Linked DNA regions of Mus musculus: regions 2 and 3 are each linked to region 1. A link is a contact called in public Hi-C and promoter capture Hi-C data. All regions are on one chromosome and are shown on one strand. The core of a region is the stretch at or near the end of the contact, and the rest is flanking DNA. Distances in the headings are between cores, read along the strand shown. Region 1 holds the start of Dnah7a (dynein, axonemal, heavy chain 7A). Region 2 holds the start of Hecw2 (HECT, C2 and WW domain containing E3 ubiquitin protein ligase 2). Region 3 overlaps Hecw2 (HECT, C2 and WW domain containing E3 ubiquitin protein ligase 2).

The links. Promoter capture Hi-C pulls out the DNA fragments that hold promoters and counts their contacts. Hi-C and Micro-C count contacts between places; a contact is called where the count stands out from the background.
Region 2: a contact with region 1 is called in a promoter capture Hi-C map of embryonic stem cells, with 2.7 times the contacts expected there. The contact joins the promoter of Hecw2 here to the promoter of Dnah7a in region 1. A contact is called at or near these places in 1 of 39 promoter capture datasets (embryonic stem cells), 1 of 484 Hi-C or Micro-C datasets (adipose-derived mesenchymal stem cells) and 1 of 115 datasets of contacts at active chromatin or transcription factors (forebrain).
Region 3: a Hi-C map of cortical neurons shows a contact between it and region 1, with 2.6 times the contacts expected there. The contact joins the enhancer-like site here to the promoter of Dnah7a in region 1. A contact is called at or near these places in 1 of 39 promoter capture datasets (embryonic stem cells), 1 of 484 Hi-C or Micro-C datasets (cortical neurons) and 1 of 9 other capture datasets (adipose tissue).

The regions. Positions count from the first base shown.
Region 1 is chr1:53,705,070-53,708,820 of GRCm38.p6, forward strand. It overlaps Dnah7a (dynein, axonemal, heavy chain 7A), which reads right to left and starts at 1,715. Exons shown (of 66, transcript NM_001252070.1): 1 at 1,609-1,715. The coding sequence starts at 1,623. The region is part of intron 2 of Gm32311 (a long non-coding RNA gene); the gene reads left to right.
Region 2 is chr1:54,192,853-54,196,603 of GRCm38.p6, forward strand. It overlaps Hecw2 (HECT, C2 and WW domain containing E3 ubiquitin protein ligase 2), which reads right to left and starts at 2,182. Exons shown (of 29, transcript NM_001001883.3): 1 at 2,124-2,182.
Region 3 is chr1:54,116,705-54,120,455 of GRCm38.p6, forward strand. The region is part of intron 1 of Hecw2 (HECT, C2 and WW domain containing E3 ubiquitin protein ligase 2); the gene reads right to left. Among named protein-coding and RNA genes, the nearest start is that of Hecw2, 76 kb to the right of the region's middle. Within about 2 kb of position 2,012, at least 39 of the 459 cell types and tissues checked have an H3K27ac peak or open chromatin away from gene starts, as enhancers often do. A contact at or near this core is called in cortical neurons, where this site is marked.

The sequences.
Region 1 (3,751 bases), core at 465-2,964:
ATCCATTTATTTGTTTTAGATTAAAGTATAGAACTTTCATCTTTTCAAAAGGAAAACTGTAGTCTTAAATTAGCATAGGTGAAAAGAATTAATAAAAATACCTTTCCAGGAAAACCACTGTACAGTTAACAAAAGAACTATTTTAGATTTTGACAGTATAGATTGTGGTTGCATGATTGGGCCAAAGTCTTACTTGGCCATCAAGCAAATGAGCAACTCGAGTATAGATGGTAACGAGCTGTGATTTTGTTAAGAATCACACAGGGAGGTCTAGTGATTGCTTGGGTGGTTTTTGTTGTGTTTTTTCCTCTTACATGTATCTGTAATTTGGGGAAATTCTTTCCTCATTTGTTCGTGTACTGGTCATTGTTAATTGTACTTAGATATATGAAACAAAACACCTGTCTCTTAGTTCTTAGTTAATATGTGGATTGCAAAAAACTGAAAACTTTCTCCAGCATTTACATAACTACTGCTTACTTGGTTAGCAGGCTTGACATCCTCTGCTAGTACTCTATAACCTATATAATCTATAACTATAGCTGTAATAGGATAGATATGACATGTCTTTCCAAGGAGCTCTTGTGTCGAGGGGTGACACCAATTGGTGATGAAAATGCTACTTTCACCCATAAATTAATGTAAGTTTGTGGGAATGGGCCATTGAGAGTAAAGCCCCGCTGAAGAATGAGGGCTATTAGGGGTGTGCTTTCAACCTGTTGCTCTTTCTCTAGCCTCTTCCCCAGTGCTCTCTGCCATGCCCTCCTCCCTGCCTTGATATAGACTTCAGTCCAGCGCCCAGAAACACCCAGAACCCAGCGACCTCTCAAGCCATGAGACAAAATAAGAATTTTCTCTCTGAGTTGCCTTGCTCTGTTTTGTCACAAAACCTAAATAGCACAAGATTGTAAACTACCCTCCCGTGTGAGAGAGTGCATGTGCCGGTGACCGTGCGTGTGCGTGCGTGTGTGATATGTCCATGTTTTGTGTAAGGGTGCCCCTGCCTCTGCCCAGAAGCCAGTGAATCACTCACTGACTTACTACTTTGAGACAGGGTCTCTCACTTAACCAGAAACTAAGGGGTTGGATGGGAAGTTGCTGCAATCCTCCTGTCTCTGACCCTCGCAGAGCTGGGTTACAGGCAAGCTCAGTCACACTGGGCCTTGAAGTGGGTGCTGGGGATTTGAGTCTATGTCTTCATGGCTTCATATCAAGCTCTTAAGCACTAAGCCATCTCCCCAACCCCCACATCATCTTTTGCAGCCATTTTCACAACAAACTCGGTTTATAAGAGAAACCACTATGGAGGGATGAAAAATCTTAAAAGCTGAGTACAATTTTCAGATTGAGAATCAACTTTTTATTTGGGTTGAACTGGCATCAAAACCGCCCACCCTCCTCCCACCCAAACACTCCCAGTGTGCAGCTGGGGTCGCTGTGGAGCCAGTTTCCACCGATGGCGCATCCAGTTTGTGTCCCGTTGTTACGACAACGAGGTCCAACGGTTGGGAAGGAAACTGGAGGGAAAACACTCAACGCCAGGGTGGTACTGGAGTCTGCTCCTGCGTGCCTGGCCCCCGGGACCGACCCTGGCGGCCCAGCTCTCACCTTCTTGCTGCTCATGGCGTCGACTTGCGGGCCAGGCAACGCCGGCCGGGATCGCTGCTGCGGAACTCAGGACCTGGAGAGGAGAGTTGTTCGCCGCTGGACAGCTCTAGGCTCTTTCTGAGCTGAGAGCTTTAACCGCCGTGGTCGATTCGTTGCTAAGCAACAAACTGGCGGATTCTACTTCCGGTCGTCTGCATCTGCGAGATGAGGTGCAGAACTTTCTGAGAGGTCGAGCAGGGTGGCTCTCTGAGGCCTAGGTGGCTTCCAACACAGCCCTCACTCCACTTTACAGAGGGTGGCAGGCAACTGTGAGGAGCGAAGACCCCTTGATGTCTAAGTGGGTCCTCAAGTTACTGCATCTTTCACCGAGTCTGCGTGGGCGTGGTTCTCTGCCTTAAGCCTTCATTCGGCTGTTTCTGCAGATTTCATTGCTAATGTAGGCAAATAGAATAATGACAAGGCACTCAAGACTAAAGCCTGTAAAGTGCTCCATATCCAGGAGCCTCAGTGTTCAGTTCTGTTGACTTCCCTAACACACTAGAAAGTGAGCCTTCGGAAATTCATTTAAATCCACGCGTGATTGACTACATGAACGAAGCTGTGCCAAGACAGTCCCTCAGGCATAGGCTTGGGTGACCGTAAGGCATGTGTTCATAACTAATAGAAACAGTGCTGTGAGTCATTTCTCTTAGAAGATGCAGAAGAAACGTGAAAGCTGAGATTTGAAAGAGGAGGACACATGCTGTGCAAGGAATATTTCGGGCAGAGCAATCAGATGCAAAAGCCTGAGACATTTCATGGTTATTAGAAGAACAAAAAACAAAAATCAGAAGAACAGAAGAAAATTAGAAGAACAAAAACGAAATCTATCAGACTGTCGTTGGAATAAAGCACATTGGAGTCCGGTGATGAAGATGAAGATAAATAAGTGCTCTATTTTAAAGATCTGGTAAAATAGAGTGAGGAGTTTAGACTTCAATGTAAACTGCCTCCTACTGAAAAGTTTTTGTTTAATTTTGTTTATTTATTTTGGTTTGGTTTTGAGATCGTCTCATTTCTTAGCCTAGACAGGTCACAAACTCTCAATCTGTCTGTGGCAGCCTCCCAAGTGCTAGAATTACAGGCTTATGCCACCATGCCTGACGGTAAACGTTTTCTGTTGAGAAATGGCAGGTTCCTAACCTAAAATTTATGTGACATCTTAAGGGATCTCGAATGGCCAAAAACAACGTTTTTTAAGTGACATATTTGGAAGCCTCATATTTTTTTTTATTTCAAAATTTAGTACAAAGCTACAGTGATGAAACAATGTCTTCACAACAAATGATACTGAGGAAAGTAGATATCCACGTGCACAAATGTGACATAGACACTTAATGTCACATATAAAAATCACCTCCTGTAGGTGGATTACCTACATGGAAGAACTAAAACTTTAAAACCTTTAATGAAAACAGAGGGTCTCATGGCACTTGATTTTCTTTTGGTTTTATTTTTTATTAAAATCTTATTTATTTTATACACATGAGTGTTCTGCATGTACCCAGATGCCAGAAGAGGACATCAGACCCCACTACAGATGGTCCTGTGCCCAGGCCTGCAGGGATAATCAGTGGGGACCCAGGGCAAGGGAGTGAGAGAGTGGGAGGGAAGGAGACAGGAAGAATGATAGCAATTCAATCACACTGATCAAGCTCTGAAAAACTTTACTCAGGAGTGTCAATATAAGCATAAGCAAAAGGAGGCTCCAAGGGAGGGGGAAGAGCCCAGGGGCTCTCTGAAGGTCAGGTGGCAATCTTCAGCTCTTGGAACCAACGGTCACAGTGTCCTCTTTTCCTACAAACATTCTTACTGTTAATACAACGAATGTTCTCTCAGGATTGTTTATGTAAGCTAGAAAATATCCACAAGGCCATGGCTCCCAGCAGTTGTGACCCACCATGTGTTTGCTGGGAATTGAACTCAGGACCTCTGGAAAAGCAGACAGTGTTCTTAACCACTGAGCCATTTCTCCAGTCCCCTCTTTTGGTTTTATATATTTATTTACTTGGGGGTGGAGGGAAGCATGTAGAGGTCAGAGGGCAATCTGTGGGCATTAGCCTCCTCTCCTTCTACCATGCATGTTCCAAAGATTGAACTCAGG
Region 2 (3,751 bases), core at 932-3,431, 490 kb after region 1:
TCCTCACTGACATCACAGTGCTTAACAAAGACCTCCTCCCAAGAGGCACCCTGACCTGTGACAGGGCCATAGAAAACCCAATGTCTAGAGCAGGTGAATCACTATGGAAGTAGAGGAACAGCCATAGATGAAAGTTTGGGCACCGTGCTAGAACACCTGCCAAGGAGATATGAAAGAAACAAACTCAGACTGATGCGGATGAAACTGAAGTCCCTGCAGCTGGGAGACATTATGAGTCCGAGGTGCCAAGTATATGCAAGGGCCAATAGAAATGGGACTGTTTTTTTTCCCAAAAAGTGGTAAGATACTTTTGCGTACAAAGGCATCTGTGTTGCTGTGACTGCTTAAACTGTCTTATCATAGCCGATGTAGAAATAAAACAAACAATTCAATGACAAGGTTTTAAACGTTAAAAAGAAAGAAATGGTTTAGGCTGCTGTATAACAAACGTCTCCTTTAAGAGGTCGAAATTATGTCTTTCTCGCCGTTCACCCACTCTGTTCCACCTCCCAATAATAAAGAGTACAATGCCCCTTTCTGCCTGGCTTCTCTTGTCTGCTAGGGACACCATCTGTCCCACACTATATAAACAATCTCTGCAGGAATCTTCTGATGACCAAACAGATTAGCAAGATCCAGGTCTTTACACCATTAATAATATCCCTATCCAATTAGGCCTCTTCTTCTCATAACTCCACACACAAACTTCAGAACTAAGCCTGCTTTGTTTGTAAGTAATGTGAGTAACATTTTAAAGATAACCTCTTGGCACATAAAGCCATCTGTTGGGGGAGGGGAAAGGGAGAGCCAGAGGCTGACTGACTCTCTAGGCAATAGAAGAAATGAGCCCTTCAGGGAATAGGAGAAACAGTAAAAAGAAAATCATATTTACAGGGCAAACAAATACACCGAATTTTTACAATTTCTAATAAAAGACTACTGGTTACTCTATTTTTTTTCCTAAATGACAAAATACCAAAACAAAAAAAAAAAAAAAACTATTCAAGAAAAGGGAAAAATAAGTTTTACACTTTGGCAAAGGCATACATACAAGAACTCCGAGTTTGCATGACTCTAGCAGAGCAAAGCAGAAATCTTATCCACAAAGGCTAAAGGCCGCGGTGAAGTTTGCCTCTTGTCCACCTCTGTCCATACGATCACCGACGCTGTCCTTTTCCAAGTTTATTATTGACCGAACCCTTATAACTCTACTCGTGAGCTCTCTGTGCTGACTCCAAAGACTCCCAACTCTCAAAGAAATAACTGTGCCTGTGACGGTGTTCCTAAAATTAATCATAATAAACGAAAGGCGGCTGAGCACCGCGAACGGAGAAGACCAGGCATAAGGAGCCAGACCTCTGCAGCTGCACGTCCTCCCAAACGTCTACGTCTAAATCTGCAGCCCGGGTTTGCTCCAGGCCCCAAGCTCCAGCAGAGGATGCTCACCACACATTCCAAACAGAAAGCAAACGCAGCCTCCTCCTCTCCCTCGAGTGATGCTCACGCGAGCCCCCAAGTCCCAGTTCCCGGGGATCACCGAATCAGCAGGCGCGTCCGGCGCTGGTGCCCGGCGCTTCAGGGGCAGAATGTCAAATGCATGACCGCACCAGGGCGCAAGGGAGCGAGACAAAGCCACCGCCCGCTACCTGCGGCGCGGGCGCGGGCCGCGAGCCGCGCACTCACCTGGGCAGGCGGGCTGCGGGTGGGGACCCGGTCGAGGCGGGAGCGCGCCCCGCAGTCGCCGCGAGCCGCCAGCGCGCGCCGCGGGGAAGGCGGGCGGCCGCGCGTCACGGAGCCCACCCTGCGCCCCGGGCCGGCGAGCGTCTCAGAGGCGGTCTTCGGCTCGCCTCTGAGCCGGCATGCTCACACGCCGCGACCCTCGGCGCTCCCGAGGCGGCTCCGTGCCGCCGCCCACCCGCGGTTACGCCGCGCGAGCCGCCGATTGTGTCGAGTCAGCGGCGGCGGCGGCGGGGACGCGCGGAGCCATGTCTCCCCGCGCTCGGGGCCCCAGGCGCCCGTTCTGCTCGCTCTCTAGGCGTCGTCCGCAAGCCGCACACCAGCTGCCCGCGTCCCTTCACCGTCACCTCCTCCCCCGCATCGCCACGGGTCCCCGGCCCGCTCACCTCCAGCCGCGCCGCCGCCGCCGCCGCCGCCTTGTCCGCTAGACGCCGGGGCAGCATCTGCCCGCACCGCGCTGGGGGCGCTGGGCGGGGGGCCGCCTGCACGTCGGGTACTCGGGAGCTTGACCGAGCAGAGCTGGGGAGAAGCGGCCAGACCCGGGCCCACGGGACCTCCCTGGGGACGGCGCTCCAGAGCTGGGCGGGTGGAGCTGGGCGGAGGACGAGTTAGACTGCGGAGCGAAGGACAGGAGCATTCCTATAGGCGTCGCGAAGGATGAAGGGGACCCGCTGAGGTCATGCAGACAAGTCTGTCCCTAAATCCCATTGGAAAGGGGAATCGAGGGTGTCATGCCTCAATTTCCCCATCTGTACAAGACAGTAACACTTATGTCACCCTGCACGGGGTGTGGTGAAGATAAAGAATGTATTATTAAAATCGCATGTGACTTAGGTCACTAAAAACTAAATTTTGCACAGATACTTGGTGCTTTCCGTCTATTTCTTCTGAAGCATCTTTGAGTTAGTCTTGTTTTAGGGGGGAAATGTATAATGCTGATATGACTGTGCCCCACAGTACTTGATGGTGCCTATCAAAACATGGAAGAGTTACTTAGTTTTATAGCTTAACTATATTTATGCAGGAAGTACAATAATAACATCTTCACCCCAAGTAATTGATATCTGTGTTTTTTGAAAGTGTGTGTTCAGTATTCTATATCTTCTCAACTCTACCTTTCTAGAAACAGTGGTTCATATAGCTCCCTCACCCACAAAGAATCTTTGTGGTTCCTGGATCCTGGCAGACCCCAAGACAAACCAGCCATCATAGTCTAGACCACAGTGAGGGGCTGTAGGTGAACTTATTAGTCCAGACATTTGTGTGGGGCTTTTCTAGGGACTATTCAGAAAATGTAAAGCTATTGAAACTAGTATGACTATATCTGGAAAATAAGAGCCAGGCAACAAGGACCTCTGCAGTTTGCCAAAAGCCAACTTTTGAAAGGTTGAGATGGAGAAGACGGCTCTGACCCTTGAAGGAGGATCTCCCTTTTTATTTCAAATTAGCTTCAGTTACATTCTATCGTGGGTCACAAAAAAAAAAAGCCCTGATGTCTTTGTCTCTATATGTATCATCACAGGCATCATTGATGAACCTCATCCAACCAAAGGTCCAATTCCAGTGTCTATTGTCAGTACTAGGGCTAGTCTCACCTATAATAGGAATCTCATGGGATGCCATGAATCGGTCTCTTTGTACAGTTTAGATCCAGCGAGCCCACACCTGCAAAACTTAGCATCCATATTGATTAGCCACTATCACAAACCTATCTTTTAACTAAAGAGTATAAAAACAAATAGAGGGTTGCTATGCATGCTCTGGGTTGTTTTGTTTTCTTAGACTCAGAAAGGAGTCTCAACTGTCTAAAACTTTCCAATATATAAACCACAGTGACAGAGATGACAAAATTTATAGTAAAACCATACTAAAATTAAAAGACTCCAAACCCTGATTGTTCACCACCATTCAATGTGGGTCTCCCCTGATAAGGCCCCTGACTGGGCCTCAGCCTTTGTTTATCCCATTAATTCCGATGAAGAACTCAAACTAGTCAACTGGCTTAACATTGAAA
Region 3 (3,751 bases), core at 762-3,261, 410 kb after region 1:
AGTCACTGCAAGACTAGGCACATCCTCTACTACTGACACAAACAAGGCAGTCCAATTAAGGGAACAGGATCTGCAAGCAGGCAACAGAGTCAGGGAGAGCCCCATTCCCTGCTCCAGGTATTGGGGGACCCATATGAAAACCAAGCTGCACATGTGCTACATATGTGGGGGGGGGGTCTAGGTCTAGCCCATGCTCACTCTTTGGTTGGTGGTTCAGTCTCTGGGAACCCCAAGAATCCAGGTTAGCTCACTCTATTGGTCTTCTTGTGGAGTCCCTATCCTCTTCAGGACCCTCAATCCTTCCTCCAACCCTTCCACAAGACTCCCCAAGGTCCGGCTAAGATTTAACTGTGGGTTTCTGCATCTGTTTCCATCAACTGCTAGGTGGAGCCTCTCAGAGGACAATTCTACCTTAAGAATAACTATTCTGTACCACTCCTGGGCTTATACCCAAAAGATGTCCCACCGTACCACAAGGACATGTGCTCAAATATGTTCATAGCAGCTTTATTTGTAATAGCCAGAAACTGGAAACAACTGAAGACTAGATAAATAAAATGTGGTTTATTTACTCAACCATTTAAAACAAGGACATCGTGAAATTTGCAGGCAAATAGATGGGCCTAGAAAATATCATCCTGAGTGAAGTAGCCAGGTCCCAAAAGGACATGCACGGTACATACTCACTGATAAGTGGATATTAGCCATAAAGTACTGGATACCCACACTATAATCCACAGATCCTAAGAAGCCAAGTAACAAGGAGGGCACAAGGAAGGATGCTTGAATCTCACTCAGAAAGAGAAATAAAGTCATCTTCAGAGGTGGAAGGAGGAAGAGAACTGGGTAGGAGAGGAGATGGGGAGGAGAACAGAGTGGGAGGAACAGGTTCAAGAGGCAGATGACACAGAAATCGTTGTGTGTGGGGGACATCTCTAGGAAATGGTAGAGACCTGGGATGGGGGAAGTTCCAGGGAGTCTATGGGGGGTGATTCTAGCTGAGATTCCTAGTAGTGGGAGATATGGAACCTAACGTAGACACCTCCTGTGGCCAGGAAGGATCCCCAGTGGAGGGATAAGGACACCAACCAACCATTCAACCTTCAACCCAAAATGTAGTCTGCCTACAAGATGTGCAGGGACAAAGGTGAAGCAGACTCTAAGGGAATGGCCAACCAATCACTGGCCCAACTTGAAACCCATCCCATGGGCAAGAACCAGCCCCTGACACTATTAATGATACTGTTATGCCGGCCGACAGGAGCCAAGTGAGTATATTTTATTCCAAACAACCAATTGCAAATTGCATGTTAACATTACACCTAAGCAAAAAACTCACAATTAGAAAAGAAGGCCCTGAGGAGTGTTCCTCCCACAGGAGAAAGACCTTTATCTTAGTAGGGAAAGTCAACTCACTGTTTCTTGGCCCATCATCAGATGGTTTAAAACAGTCCACTGAAGAGTTTGTACAGACAATCTTCTCCTATGATGCAATCATGCCTTTTTGGTAACAATAAGCCCTGGAAGCCTGCTTTGTTTTTTAAAACTGTCATAGGAAACTCTGTGATAGGCGACTGTGTTGTAGTGTTTGCTTTTGCTATTTCTACAGTTTATGTATGGGGTAAATAACTGGGCCGGTTTATGCAGGTATTTTTACCCCCCTGCAAGGGCTCTGAAAGAATGCGGCTTTCTGAACCATGGAAAGAGGCATACACAGTAGGACTTTACATTTTTCCAGTTCACTCTCTTGACCTACTTTTACCAACTGCCTTTCTACCCCTTCACCACATCAGCACCTGAGAGAAAAGAACCATCATCAACGGGGGCTGCTCGTGCGTGTCCATGCATGTCTAGGCACACTCAAGACAAGCAAACTGAGTATTTCCACCCTGGGCCTCAGCTAAAATATGAGCCACTAAACATTTTCTTCAAGATCACGATTTCAGAGCTGGCAAAAGCAAGCTGCTGGATTCTCCCTGGAACTCATGGGCTGGGAAGGCTGACTTTCAAAGTTCTTGGACTATAAAAAGCTCCAGTGTTCGCAGAGAGTTCTGTGTAGGACGAGGAGGTGGGGGTATAATAAGAAAGAACAGTATTTTGGTCCTTTGGCAGATTTAATTCCTTCATCCCAGCCTCCCACGGAGACTTGTAAGGATGCACAAATCCTGCCAGAATGCCCCCAGCCTTCTGGTCTTGTATCTCTGCCTGCTGCTCTGGCCCTGAAGCCTTCAAAATAAAGGGTGGGCACTCTCCTCCCACCCCCCTTATTACCTTCCTTATTCCTGAAGAGAACTCCATTAATTCCTACAGGATTTTTTCTTCTGAATATTCCACCTTGAACATTCAAAATAACCACAATTACTACCCTGTAATGCATATTTCTAACAAATTCAAGACAAAAATAAATCAGGGAATGCTTAAATAAGCCTCTGGCTCAAATGCATGAAAATAAATAATGGTTTCAATGAGACTGTGGGGTTTTTTTTTCCTTTAATATATGGCATTAATTGTTATACTTCATAATAAAAAGATACTTTCCACCCCTCAAAAATAATAAAAAGCATTTTTGTTTTTATATCTATTTTCCACAAATATGAGTATTATTATAAGTAAACTTTTTAAACAACTATTATTTTTGTATTATATGATCAAAAACCCAAAAGAGCTTCTGGACAAACAATCTTAATTATTGTGCAGCACTGGTTTTAATTAGGAATATGAAACTAATTTAGCCCTGGTAGTTTTCCTCTCCGAGTCCTACCCACAAGTGTTTAGCAGGGATGACTTTAAGGGCTCCTCCCTCCCTCTCTTGGAAGCCTATAGAAATTAGACTTTGTGTTTAATCGATGATGATGATGATGGTGCACAGTAAATAAATTATTCTTGGAATGCTAAATTACTAAACATAAAACCACAAGCATTACAGAGATAATAAATAAACTTAAGAAAACATTAATCAGTATTTTCATCTATGTTTCTGGAATCATTAAAATAGAAATGACTGTGAATGAAGATTGAGCAATGTGTTGCCAGGCAGAGATGCAAATTAATCCACACTCCACCCTTAAGCCCCTGCACTGCTCATGCCATTCACACAGCAAACACCAGAGCCTCCCAGATACCACACTCACATTCTGGGAACAAAGCAGAGCTGGGCCATATTCTGGCTCACGTGGTGCCTTAAACAAGTAAGCGCATACCTGCATGCTAGGCATGACTGAAGAGACAAACAGAACTGAAAGAGTATTTCAGAACAAGGGAGATCCCAAAGGCAATAACTGGATTATTGCAATGTTAGTATCACATTAGAAAACTGTGTGGTCCAAGGCAGGGCTATTAGAGACAGGCAGGCAGGCAGGCAAGGCTGATAATACAAAGAAGTTTCTAGAGAGTCAGAAGAGAACTGGGGGAGGAGGAGTTGAGGAAAGGTAAGGGAAAACGCACCACTCAGAACAAGCGTCAGCTTCAGCTTCCGCGACCATGGCAACAAGGGTTATGACACCCCGAGAGAGGCAACCTGAGGGATTCTCTTTTCAATACTGTCCCTCCCAACGGGAATAAAATACACTCGCAAAATATTTTAATCACAAAGTTTATGAAAACAACTAATGAAACTGTTTGCCAGCCCTGTGTGAGAAGTGGGCACTGTGAAACCTGGAAAACTGCATGATGGAAGAACAACACATAGGAATGGCATCCTGTAGAGCTAAACATTCGGGGTTTTCCTTGTTTGTCTGTCAATCAGTTGTAG